2 separate regions of the Bicyclus anynana genome follow, and region 2 is linked to region 1. A link is a contact called in public Hi-C data. All regions are on one chromosome and are shown on one strand. Each heading gives the region's core, a stretch centred on a gene start, on an enhancer-like site or on the middle of the called end of the contact. The rest is flanking DNA. Distances are from core to core; before and after follow the strand shown.

Region 1 (7,183 bases), core at 2,416-4,915:
CTGGCAACCCACTCCGTCGAGTCGGATATAAGCGGAACGCGCCTTAGCAACAAATAAGTGTAGTGTATAAAGTGGCAACCCACTCAGTCGACACGGACATAAGCGGAACGAGCCTTAGCAACAAAGATGTGTAGTGTATAAACTGGCAACCCACTCCGTCGACTCGGACATAAGCGGAACGAGCCTTAACAACAAAGAAGTGTAGTGTATAAACTGGCAACCTACTCCGTCGACTCGGACATAAGCGGAACGCGCCTTAGCAACAAATAAGTGTAGTGTATAAACTGGCAACCCACTCAGTCGACTCGGACATAAGCGGAACGAGCCTTGGCAACAAAGAAGTGTAGTGTATAAACTGGGAACCCACTCCGTCGACTCGGACATAAGCGGAACGCGCCTTAGCAACAAATAAGTGTAGTGTATAAACTGGCAACCCACTCAGTCGACTCGGACATAAGCGGAACGAGCCTTAGCAACAAAGATGTGTAGTGTATAAACTGGCAACCCACTCCGTCGACTCGGACATAAGCGGAACGAGCCTTAACAACAAAGAAGTGTAGTGTATAAACTGGCAACCTACTCCGTCGACTCGGACATAAGCGGAACGCGCCTTAGCAACAAATAAGTGTAGTGTATAAACTGGCAACCCACTCAGTCGACTCGGACATAAGCGGAACGAGCCTTAGCAACAAAGATGTGTAGTGTATAAACTGGCAACCCACTCCGTCGACTCGGACATAAGCGGAACGAGCCTTAACAACAAAGAAGTGTAGTTTATAAGCTGGCAACTTCGGCCTCTGCCGTCGCGGCCGACAGCGCGGCGCGACCTACTTGCTCCTAGCGACGAAACCGTGCGCCTTCCACATTAGCACTGCTCAAAATAAACGAATTCTTCATAAATGTTGACTATAACAAGCATAGAGATCGATTACTTTCGATTAATTAAATTATTATTTATTAGATTTAATCATACGGCAATATTCGGCAAAATTTACATCATAATTTGCAATTCATATTATATTGTCATTCATTCATAAGAAAATATCGAGGAGGAGGATCTACCTATTGTAGGAGTTCAGTGTTGTATATAGTTCAATTTTAACATACGAGAAAGTTTGTGACCTACATAATAATTATGTACCACAATTAATGTCTTATAGGACAATTCTTCAAATAAATGAAAAGCACGCACTCACGCACACAAAAAATTCTCGCTCTCTTTTTTGGTTCCGTACCCAAAGGAAAACTTGGGACTCTATTACTAAAACTCCTCTGTCTATCCGTCCGTTAGTCCGTCCTACATGAAATGAAACGTGATTAACAATCACGGTTCATGAGAAAGCTGAAATTTTCAAAGATTATAAAAACAAAATAAAACAAATATTTAAGGGGCCTCCCATACAACAATTTTTTTGCCGTTTTTATAGATAGTAGATTAAAATATAATGACACCCGTCGTGCGCAAGGCCGACTCGCTCTTGGCCGATTATTTATAAGATAGTAAGTAAGTACCTAAATGGATTTTTTGCGGATTTTTTATTAGTTAGTTTGTTCATTACAATTTGTTTGAAAATTTATTAATTATTAACGATGTTATCGTTTTAGGAAGGTTAGATATCACCAAAATTCGAGATACTCTTAGTTAATTTAGAGGCCTTTTTTATCTCTTCTTGAAGTACTACAAATACATAAAAACACTAGATAAAATATTCTAAAAAAAAGTTCGCTCTTCCGTTTGCGAAACTTTCGAGTGCCAAGGCACTCGTTGATCAGGGCTCCTGACTAAGGAACCATCTCAAGGATTACTGCTTTCGGTACCCGACCCTTAATCCAACATTCAAGCGAAAGCTTTTGTTGTTGATTGAGGTTTTTCGCTATAAGACGATTGACTCATGACTGAAACGACTATCGGAACAATAATTCAACATGGCGGTAATCTCGTGACTCTTGCGCAAGGTTAAAAGGCCATAATTATTATGCGTAAATAATAATTATTTACTAGCGCCAAGTTCAGACTAGGTGATTGATATTATGTATACCCTCAGACCAATTATAGAAGGAACTGACGTTTCGAAAGTGCTTGTAAACTGAGCCTTCTTGAAATAAATGAATTTTGAACAGTAATTGTATCGCACCCAAGTTCACGAAAAAAATTGCCTGTCATTTTATGAGGGAAACGAGCTTAGTTTTAGTATAATATTAGTAATACTAAACTTGAAGATTATGCCCGTTTTTTACACCATTCAATTAAACAAGAAGGAATTTTACGGAGCTCTTTAACCGACGAACACGATTACAACTATGAAACATCGATACTATAGAGACAGTTTTTTATAATCGCATTAGATCGTTGATCATATACTTTGTCAGAAAAGTAACGTCTAGCAGGGCAGGTCCTATACAATAATTTGTCTGAGTGTATATCTAGTAATGCATAAGGCTCGAAATACGCCATAATCACGACTAAAGTGGCTTTGAAGACAAAATTATTTGTCGAATAGGGGATTTCTACCAAAACATAGCATTATGTTCTCAACTTCTTTAACCAGTGTTAGGAAAAAAGTTTGAAGCATGAATACAAAACATCGCCGGACTCTACTTTCTATAGAACTGCAAAAAGTAGGCCCTTAATGTGCATTAATAGGTATTAAACCCAGTTTTCTTTAGTTAACCTACCTAGAGTATCTAAAATTCAATATAGGTAGGTACAACTAACCCGCTGTTCACATTAAATAATATCAACTCTAATAAAATTACGCGTCGAGAAAGCTGGATGCTGATATTTCGCAATACTGTTCTCGGCAAACGATTCAAAAAAACTCGTTCCTGTGGGCCTTGGCAACACTTGGCCACTTGCCACGCCCATCCAGACTTGCTGGAAAGCAGTTTCACAGCCAAGTCGTTGCTTGTAATTAACCAACTGTCAATTTTAACCTATTATCAACGCAATCTGCTGATTCTAGTCAAGTTTCTTTTACGTTTTTTCGCTTAACTGTATAAATAAAAGAACAGCTGCTTTTTCGAGGAACAATAAAGTTACGCTTCCTCGTACGTAACTCCTCAATCAAGATAAGTAGTGACATTGAAATTTGTTTAACTTAACGTTTAGTAACATAAGGCGGCTCGCTAATTAAAAATTGAATAGGTAGGTTTATTTTTTTTTACAAATAAATTGAATACAATTGAATCGAGAGCACAATTAGTAAATTAAAAGTTATCGCTTATTGACGACATAGTTACAGCGGCACAGATAACGGAACGTAATTAAGTATAATTAACTGCCAAGTGGTTTGAAAATGATGCACTCGCTTACTGTATTCTTTTGCGTGTAGACTGTAGAGCTTCAAGGAACACCGCGTGACACCAGTCCGGTTCAATTCCACGTAGACGGTTCGTAGTTCTCACGAGAAGTATCCACAGAGCGTCAAGGATCCACGACGCAGTCGTTTTGGACAACGTCGCGTAAGCAGTCACAAGCACTCTCACAGAATCAATTCAACACTACACCATCTGCACGGCACTGATCCGTTGCGACGAAGCGTATCCAGTTTTTTTTTGTACAAGAGTTTTTTTTAGTAGACGTACGAAATAAAAGTCGGATTCAACTGTAATTAACGAGCGACACGAACACTTACGCGTACAGACCGCTGAAAACTGGTAGTTTGTCGACGATAAAACCCGATTGCGCGCCGACCGGCCCTGGCAGGAGGGTAAAGAGGGGCAGCGAGGTCTCGTTCACTCTCGCGGGCACACGTTAAGGAGGGGACAAGGAGGCCAATAACAGCCGAACGAAGCTCGCCGATCCCGCTATGATTGCTACGATTCACGACACCACGCGCGGGCGGCTGTGGCCTGTGGATGACGTGACGGATGCCTTGGAGTTTGGGCTCAATGCTCATCGCTACGTTGATAGCATATTGGCAAACATCGCACACGTCACCGTGCGTGCATCAAGTACGATGTAGAGTTTAATTTATAAACAACATTTGTTAACAATATTTATTGTAACCATTGTGTCTATATTTGAAGTGTAAAACTGCACATCTACATCTGTCATCTACTATGTTTTTATCATTACCTCAACGATTTTTAGGTACACAACAAGATGTTTCGGCACCATGAACTGCTCTACCAACATTTGAACGCGGGTAGTATCTAAACAATTAAGACAGAGTCTCCGATTCCGGAGAGCGTAGGTTTTATAATATGTCATAGCGGCGAATTGGGACACCGTGGTTGACTATTGGCTTAACCCCTCTCATTACTGAGGAGACTCGAGCTCAGCAGTGAGCTGAATATGGGTTGATAATGATGAAGATGATCTAAACAATAAATAACTGAAATACTTGTATCATTTGAATATTAATTTTCTCACTTTGTTTAACAGTAACGTAAATAGGTTGTAATCGTAAAATTAATAAAACTAGGTACGTACCCGGTATTCCTTAACATAAGTATTGATCTGGAACGGTTGTTGAGCCATATTCGACGTGTTTAGCCGCACGATTCCCATCAAACCAACAACACTACATCAACAGCTATTCAACGAGCAATAAAACTCCGTTAGAACTAATTTGCATTCAGCAAAAACTCTTTGAGGCAATTTCTCCGCGGGAATTTTTTTGCGCGTTCCACGCTATCGAGGTTTGCACGGGACATTAGCGGCGTGGCACACAGAAAAAGATTATTTACACGAGCAATTTATTGAAATCTAGTTATATAAATCTTTTTCTAAACAAACCTTCGTCTGAGGTCTTAACAGTCTTCTGGAGAGCATTTATCTAACTAATTTACATGTTAAATTGTCAAGCCGTATCACCGTTGAGACTGGATATTAACATAAAATTGAAAATTTCGAAATTTTCCCGAAGATTATGAAATTATTAATTACACTCTCGATCAAGTCATCAACATTCTCTTTCAGTGCGCTTTTATTTGAGACTCCACTAGAGTATATGTATTTGCAGTCATTCGGTTATTCTTCGCCAATTTCACCCCACACAACTTTTAAACGGCTCAACCGATTTTCATCAAACATGTCTAAGATCACTCGCACATAAGTCATCTTTTGCGCAAAATTAACAAAATTGAAATCGCTTCATCCGTTCGGGAGGTATGGTGCCACAGACAGACTGATAGACAGATAGACACGTCAAACTTATAACACCTTTTTTTGCGCTGGGGGTTAAAAATAAGCACATTACCTACTCGAAACATGCATTTACGGCTGGTAAAACATTGAAACCGACAAAACTCAATGTCTACACTCGTTGACTTTTGAAGAATTCATGACGGTAATGGAAGTCAGCAGTGCTGACTACTGTTGCAGATCCTGGGAGATATAAGAGAAGAGTGGAGTTTATGCGATAATAGTCTAATTTGCCCTGTAATTAAGGCTTCAATTGCGAAAACCTTACTCTCGGTTCCTCCTTTAGAAACATCCTCCGTCATTATAGTAGTATGCACAGAAGTCATTGCTTTTTCTCTATACCTACCCGCATTTACGTACATTCATCCGACGTTTACCATCGTTTCGTTCGCACAACTTTCCGAGTTATTGTATACAGCTTTTAAAGCGTGAGAAATTGGTTTTTGTGTTACCACAGAGATTTTCTAAAGAATATACAGTAGGTAGGTATAATGTAATTAGAAACAAAGAAATCGTGGCGCGGAAGTATCAAGTAGTTAGATGAAATATTATTATTTAAGTAGTTAATTGAGTAAGTAGATACTTTAAAATTTTCAGCTTTTATTAGTTATTGACTTGCCAAATCCTTAGTCTTCAATTGTAGAATGTTGTTGTGATTATCGTACAATACCATTTGTTTTAGGATTTAAACCATCGTGAGTGTTATTGCTATTAACTGATTATGAATACAAATCCACATCGTTTGGATCGTGCCGCGTTGCAAGAACCAGCTCATAACTAAGGGCCTCGTATGGGTTCGAAACTAGTCGTGCATACTCCGAACGTTGTATCACTTGAGTTTTAGCCGTGTTTCATAATCAGTTAATATCGTCTGTCTGTCCGCGGTTTAGCACAGAGACTATTACTACTAGAAAGCTGTAATTTAGCATGAGTATGTACATTAATAACCCTTCCTGCAGTCGGGTAAAAATATGAACAAAGTTATAAACTAAAATCTTGGGGTATTTTTAGGGTACCCCTACATTTAAAGTGGGGATGACTTTTTTTATTTTACTTTAACTTTGTACTTATTCACTTTGAATTTCTTGCCACCAATGCTATTCAATTTGAATTTCGTTTTTATTTTTACCTATTTTTGAGTAGGTTAAAAAGTCGCGATTTTTTTTGTTTTCCGTGTCGCAGCGTCGCGTGTTTATAAAACATTTTAAAAATGTAGTTTGTTTCATTGTGACTGAAGAAGACTATGATTAATAAACGGAGCTCAATGCTGTTCGCACACTACGGATGAGCCGCATGCCCGTGTCGAGTAAGGCTCATTTTTGTATAGCTAGATATTAGTGTCATCATCATCATCATCATCATCATCATCATCATCATCATCATCATCATCATCATATATATATATATATATATATATATGTATATGTATTTGTATTAGTTGTAATATATTATGTAATACATATGTAAATTTTAATATTATATTTACGTATATATTATATTATATTTATATATTTTTTTTTAAATTATTTATATATATAAATACATATTTTGCACCTCTCAGTTCTCTCGTCAGGGGTTGCCTGGTAGAGATTACTTATAGTAATAAGGCCGCCTTTGCATGCTAAGTTTAATTAATGTTTTTAATGTTTCAATTTATAATTGTATTTTTGTGTGCAATAAAGTATTTCTTCTTCTTCTTCTTCTTCATCATCATCATCATCATCATCATCATCATCATCATCGTCATCATCATCATCATCGTAATCAGCCGATAGACGTCCACTGCTGGACATATGCCTCTTGTACTTACAAGCACAATGGTCTCGAACCGCCTTGATATCCTCTGTCCAACTATTGGGGGGTCGACATACACTGCGCTATCCGGCGCAGGGTTGCCATTCCAGGACCCCAAAATCCTCTTCGAACTATGTGGCCGGTCCATTGCCACTTTAGCTTCGCGACTCGCTGAGCTATGTCAGTGACTTTGGTTCGCTTGCGGATCTCCTCATTACTGATTCGATCACGCAGAGAAAC
Region 2 (7,183 bases), core at 1,557-4,056, 45 kb before region 1:
TTAAAAAGAGCAACTACCTAGGTGCTGGTGAGTTTTTTACTGGCTTGGTCAAATCTGCTTTTCGAACCAGTAGTAACACGGACAAGATTATTCAAAAGTAATTTTAACGAAACCTATAAGAATCGATATCAATATCAATTGAAATTTTATTAATAATTAATTGTGTAATAAAGTGGAATTCAGTTTTTCACAAATCTCGCGAGAACCATGGATTTTTCCGGGATGAAAAGTAGTCTATGTGTAAATCCAGAGTAAAATCTATTTCCATTCCAAATTTTAGCCAAATCCCTTGAGTAATCGCAGCGTCAAAGACGAACAAACATACTTACACACTTACACACAAACTTTCGCCTTAATAATATTAGTGTGATACATTTTTGTACACATGATGGCCGGTGATTGATTGACGGATTATTTGCTCGAGGCAGACGTTAGTAAGCGCTTCATCGCACATCTCCTGGCGCCAGGCGTCTTCATACATAATTAATAATTTTGTATTTACTTAACACGTCGTTAATAAATGGAGATAGAGTTCAGTATACTCTGCATTTTTCAATATAATCACCACATTTTTAACACGTTGCGATCATTTCATCATTACCAACCCATATTCAATTCACTGCTCGAGTCTCCTCTTAGAATGAGAGGGGTTAGGCCAATAGTCCACCATGCTGGCCCAATGCGGATTGGCAGACTTCACACAAGCAGATAATTAAGAAAATTCTCTGGTATGCAGGTTACATCACGATGTTTATCCGTCACCGTTTGAGACACGTGATATTTAATTTATTAAAATGCACACAACTGAAAAGTTGGAGGTGCATGCCCCGACCGGATTCGAACCCACACTCACATCCACTGGGCTATCACAGTTTGCTGGGGCTGCCACGTTGCAATTTTTTTCTTCAACTCTGCACCAGTGTGAATGGGTCCTTACGCCTTGAGCATATGGTTGTGCCCTGCGTCCTACGATCACGAGACTATTTCAAATGCGCGTGTAACGACGCAAGTTTAAACGCAAAACCAAACGCACCAGTGTGCCTGAGGCTTTACCAGTTCTTTATTTTTAATGGCAGCTCCACTGGTGGCAAATGGCGAACCTTTCACTAAACGAGCACGAGATTTCATCAAATTCTTCGAGTTTTTGTGAAATTCACTAGCTCTCAAACCGGCTAGAGTTCAACAAAGTTTACGTAATTTGACATTTGTAGATTACCGCATTTGTAATTATTTGGTTTTTAGTCACATTTATGTAGTTTTAGGAGTGTGAGAAATTTAAAACCTTCGCAAATAATTCATTACTTTGCAAGTTAAAAACTTTATGACAAACATCAAAATATTTCCCTTTAAAATAAAAAAACATTGTATAATTTAAACTATAAACCTTGGTTGCAGTTGCTATAACCTTTGATAACCTTGTAAGCCTTTTTCTTATACAATGCGAACTCTAGAGCTAAATAACATCTCACTTGGTACAGCTGAAATTAAAAAAAATACTTATCTGCAGTGCAGTCTCCTTAGCATCTCAATGCAATGAATTAGGTAACCTTGAAATAATTGGATTTTTTTTTAACAGGGCGATTTCTATAGAATCTCTAGATCATAACACATCACTGGCTATAGCTGTAATACAAACTAACATATCGGCAGTCTCCTTGATACGCCAGCGGAATTGCAAAACCTTAATTCGCAAGGTTGCAAGCGCGTTGCCGGGAAAGATAGCGTTAGAGGTCAGTCACGTCTTCGCGAGCCGTTTTTTCTAATAATAATTTACCTACTACGAGTATTAAAATTCGCCATACTTGTTTGTGGCGTGCAGATAATTGGTATGCACAAGGTTTTAACTAGGGTAGGCATTACTTTTTATAATTTTCAATACACGCAGGTTCACAAACCTCAGGGTACGCAGTATAGTTTAGCATTAATGATGTGTACGTCATATGCGCATTCTCTGCCTTCGATTCGAGGGCGTAGGTTCGAATCTGGTCCGGGAAAAACATCGTGAGGAAACCTGCATACTTATGAATTGTCTTAATTATCTATGAGTGTGAAGTCTGCCAATCCGCATTTGGCCTGCGTGGTTGACTAAGGCTTAACACTTCATTCTGAGAGGACTCATTCAGTGAGAAATATGGGTTGTTAATGACGAGGAACAAGACGTAAGTACAAATAGTACACAACGGAAAATTACTTTTTCAATACAGGTTCGTAAAGAGACCTTAGGGTAGGCAGTTGATTGTTGCATCTATGATGTGCACTCCACTGTCCGGAGTCATTTGTTTAATCGGCCCACTATTAAATACGAGAGAGGATATGGAGTTTATATCCACCACGCTGCTTTAGTTCGCGTTTGCGGGTGTGTGTAACTTTGGAGTATGTATAAAAGGCCTACATCGTAATGGATGTCCGTCGATGATGACAATACAGAGGCGTCTCTAGCTAAGTACCTAAGCGTGCTGAGCACTGTTAAAATGTAATATGTACCTGCTTACAAACAGCACTTCCAACTTACCACAAACTGTCTGTGTAGCAAACAAACACCTTGGAAGTAGTTTTCTATTTGCCTCTCTTTGCTAAAACTAGACACATTTATTTAGTAAGAGCTCTAGAATTCCATACAACATATAGGTATGCTTAAAGGAACATTTTATACTTGAGGTTACGTTAGGTTACACCGCGCCCGGGCCTGCCATTACAACCCGCGCGACGAGTGGCGTTCGGCCGCCCCTGGGATCGCGGCGCCCTCTTTACTCTGTCCCGGGTCAGAGCCCGGTAAAGACGCCCCTGTGACAATATCTACACAGGCTTAAACTAAGCTTAAAGTTTAGTTGTGTCACTTTTGTTCGCTTTTTACTAAGTATAAATTTGGAGTGTTTGGACCCTTGGAACTTACTTTCTCCTAAAGGCAGTACAGTCCAAACTCCTCATATCATAGACTGACATACAGCTTTCATAAAACTACGAAGATCTAGCCATCACAACCTCACAATCTATTCAAGGTAACTAAGTATATAAGGAAATTACCTCGAGAATAGACATCGCTTGCGCCACAGAGTCGTAATCATAACTCTTAAGTTAAATAATTTCGTACTAAGAGTACTTCGGAGAGAAAGTGAGCAAGCGATTACTTTCGTCGTCCAGTTTTAGACCGGTGCGCGTTGCAACGGAAGCGACCGTTACCCTCGTTTCGCGTAACCAGGCCACAAGTAAAGTTCACAACTAAGATGTTGACACTACATCATCAGCTTATTTATAACTAGACGACGCCTCGCGGTTTCACCCGCGTAGTTTCTGTGAGAATACAGGAATAGTATACGAGTATATGACACTCACAAATAACGTGGCTTTTAGTGGTAAAAGAATTTTCAAAATCGGTTTAGTTGATCCAGAGATTACTCCCTATAACACTATAAACTTTATCTCTTTATAATATGTATTAGTATACATAAGTCTACTTTTATATACAAATAAGCGCTATCACTTTCAGCGCCTTTGGTACGTCTAGCAATTTATGGAAATAACTTCAAGACGAACTCGATCTAATAAACTAAAACATTAAAAAATTACAAAAGTACGAAGCGAAAAAACAAAACAAACTAATAGGCACATATATAAATATCTATTTGCATTGTATTTTTCTTTTTAATTAAATCCTATACTGTATCATGATAATAAACAATGTGCTTAAAGCAGCATTAATACGTCTATAAATCAATTTTTAATGAGTTATTAAGTGTTGTTCATATAAAATCAATATGGGTAACGTTGATACAACGTTTTATTGATTATTTCTTTATTACTAGTTAAGAAACTTACTACTAAAATATTAACTGTTTGAAGAAAATATTTCAACATCGTATTAAATTGCATCATCTGTAGGAACTAGGAACTAGGGTAATCTCTGGATCTACTGGACCGATTTTTAAAATTCTTTTACCACTAGAAAGTCACGTTAATTGTTAATGCCATAGGCTATATTTTATCCTCGTGTCCTCGTACCTCTAACAAGTACACCAAATTATAATCTTGTTTATTTTACAAACGAAATTATTAATTACACTCTTTTTCAAGTCATCAATATTATCTTTCAGTGTGTTTTCATTTAAACTCGAATATATTCGGTGATTCTTCCTCAATTCATCTGACATATCTAAGAACACTCGCTCATAAATCAACATTCATACGAAAACAAAAAAAAAATTGAAATCGCTTCACCGTTCGGTAACAGACAGACAGACACGTCAAACTTATAACACCCCTCTTTTGGCGTCGGGGATTAAAAAAGGAACCCTAGCCATCCCCATTGGCTACCATACATGGTAGGAGCTATAAACATTCAGCTCTTATAAAATGAAGTTATTATGGCTATCACTAGAAGTACTTGTACACTAGACAAGTAGCGCCGTCTAGTTACGATTATACCAATCACAAACAGGAAGTACTCAGCTGAGGCACTTTATACAGTTAACTTTTACTTTTACGATCGGCAAGCATTATTTTTTTAACGCTTTTAAATGGATTCATGCGTGTTCTCTGGTATGCAGGTTTCACGGCGTATTCGTCGCATTGTTTCACGAGCGTTTATTGGAGTTAGTTTAAGACTCAAGTGATTCACATCACAGATTCGGTATTCGATGCCGTTATAATGGATTCGTGAACAATTCGGCGTTTGACCACTTGAATAATACATCAGGATTCAAATACCGAAAAAAGTGATTCGAATTTATGTTTCATCATTGTCAACCCATATTCGGCTCACTGCTGAGCTCGAGTCTCCTCTCAGAATGAGAGAGGTTAGGCCAATAGTCCACCACCATGTTTTTGATCAATTAATATGGGAACAAATTCATAACAAATAATGGATCTAATTTATAATTCTCGACCTTGGTAGATTTGGTACTAGGTAGTAGGTACATATAAAATTGCAACAGTGTAAACTCCTATACCCGTGATAACTTAGTGGATATGACCTCTGCCTCCGATTCCGGGGGGTGTGGGTTGGAATCCGGTCCAGGGCATGCACCTCCAACTTTTCAGTTGTGTGCATTTTAAGAAATTAAATATCACGTGTCTCATGTGAAGGAAAACATAGTGAGGAAACCTGCATGCCAGAGAATTTTCTTAATTCTCCGCGTGTGAAGTCTGCTAATTTGCATTGGGCCAGCGTGGTGGACTATTGGCCCAACACCTCTCATTCTGGAGGACACGAGCTCAGCAGTGAACCGAAAATGGGTTGATAACGAGGTACTTTATACCGCGACGAACCTTGAACCTCGTGATCTAAAACCACATACGCTGGCTATGTACTGGACCGACGAGGCTTGATGATTGTGGTTTTGGATATTATTGCAATAGAACGCTTAGTCTGTGGAAACTAACGATTGCAAGGCTCGCCTGACCTTGCGTCTCACGGACAACGCAATCAATTGGGTCAGTCGGACAACCAATTTCGCGAGGTTCGCAACTCATACATACACACTCGCAATAACACACACACATAAACACACCTACAGTCTACACACACGCAAACATACACACACGTATACACCGCAGGTTAACAATGTATGTTACGGTAATTTTCATTAAGTGATTAAATTAAATAATTCCCTCGAGGAAATAGAATTGCCGATCGACGGCTTATAAATACTGAGCAAAATGGATATGGTACAGATTACTGATAATAGTATCTGGATATTACTCGAGCGATAAACGGCTGAACCTATTTTGACAGAACTGTTATTGAGATATAGATAAGATACGGAGTAACATAAACTCACTGTAGGTATATTGTGAATTCCGCACAAACAATTAAAACCACTTTGTCGACAAAATCGACTTATTGGTTAATTTAATTAAGACGTGTTTGGATTTGCGAGAAACATCGAAACATTTCTTGTGAGTCATTTTTGTTGTTACAAGTTTTTGAAAAAGTTTCAATGTTTTTGTTATGCGTGAAATTTTAATATAAGTTAGTGTTTTAAAACTACTTAAGTGTTTAAGTAGTTGTTTTAAAACTACTAAGCAACCATTTCATAAGCTGCTATTTTATTAACCCTCGACGCAAAAAGAGAGGTGTAATAATGGGGTGCCTGTTTGTCGCATCGTAGCTTTCAAACAGATGGACCGATTTCGATGCGGTTTCTTCATTTGAATGTCAGTTTACTTGCGATGGTTCTTAGATGTTTGCTATCGGCCCAGCAGTGTAAGAGTATTAGCTCTTTTCTAAAATGATGTAAGGCATTTTGGCGTATAATTACTCTGATTATGCTTTACGCAGTATAATCGTCAAATGACAATTAATTAATAACTTCGACCTGATGCTGCAACAAGAATGGTCGCCAAAAATACCGATTATTCGAAAACTCACAGCGGAAATATTATATCGTAAACCAAAGATTATAATGTAATTTGGATTTGGATTTACGAGCATATACATAGAATGATATCCACCCAATCAATCCACAACACACACAACGATCCAACTTTTTAAGGGTTGTTCCATAAACTAAATTTAATTTTTTTAATTTTTTCATCGACCAATTTACTCGTATCGTACTCGTACGAAGCTCTCGCTGACCGTTATCAGCATGAAAGTGAAACATTTGACACTGATCTGACATTGCACCTCGCGGATGCCGCAAGTGGGTCACTCGGACACGCGACATTTTGCACTTTTTACAATACTAATATTTATTTACTCTTATTTATCCATGATGCCTGGCCGCTGTTGGTATTTTTCTTTCAATGACTACCTACAAATAGTCATTAAAAATTGAATTATTATGTATTTTTGTTTATCACGTTATAATTCTTATTGTATATTTGTTATTATATTATTGTTTATAGTTTATTTAATAGTACTACTATTATTAATACTTTTTACTATTCTGGTACGCTCAAACTGAAATGTACTAGCCTGTAAGTTCACATAAGTGAATGAGTTAATTCTTAGTGAAATAATAAATATTTTAAACCCATGCCTTATGATTTGAATAAAATTTCGAATGGGAGATTGTTTGTTACGCTTTTACGTGGAATCTTTTTAAAAATTCTTACACTAATAGAACAAGAGCAGTACTAGCAGTACAGAACTAACAACAGAGCTCGTTTTTCCGTTAGGTTAAAGGCTAGATATATTTTATTTTATTACTTACACAAAATGAAATAGAATTTCCCTAAACTA

What was found. Hi-C and Micro-C count contacts between places; a contact is called where the count stands out from the background.
Region 2: a Hi-C map of whole larva shows a contact between it and region 1, with 1.8 times the contacts expected there. The contact joins the enhancer-like site here to the promoter of LOC112043465 in region 1. A contact is called at or near these places in 2 of 2 Hi-C or Micro-C datasets (whole body and whole larva).

The regions. Positions count from the first base shown.
Region 1 is chr12:4,051,324-4,058,506 of ilBicAnyn1.1, reverse strand. It overlaps LOC112043465, which reads right to left and starts at 3,665. Exons shown (of 9, transcript XM_024078876.2): 1 at 3,314-3,665.
Region 2 is chr12:4,095,489-4,102,671 of ilBicAnyn1.1, reverse strand. All of the region lies in intron 2 of LOC112043465, which reads right to left. Among protein-coding and RNA genes, the nearest start is that of LOC112043465, 44 kb to the right of the region's middle. Within about 2 kb of position 2,806, at least 4 of the 8 cell types and tissues checked have open chromatin away from gene starts, as enhancers often do.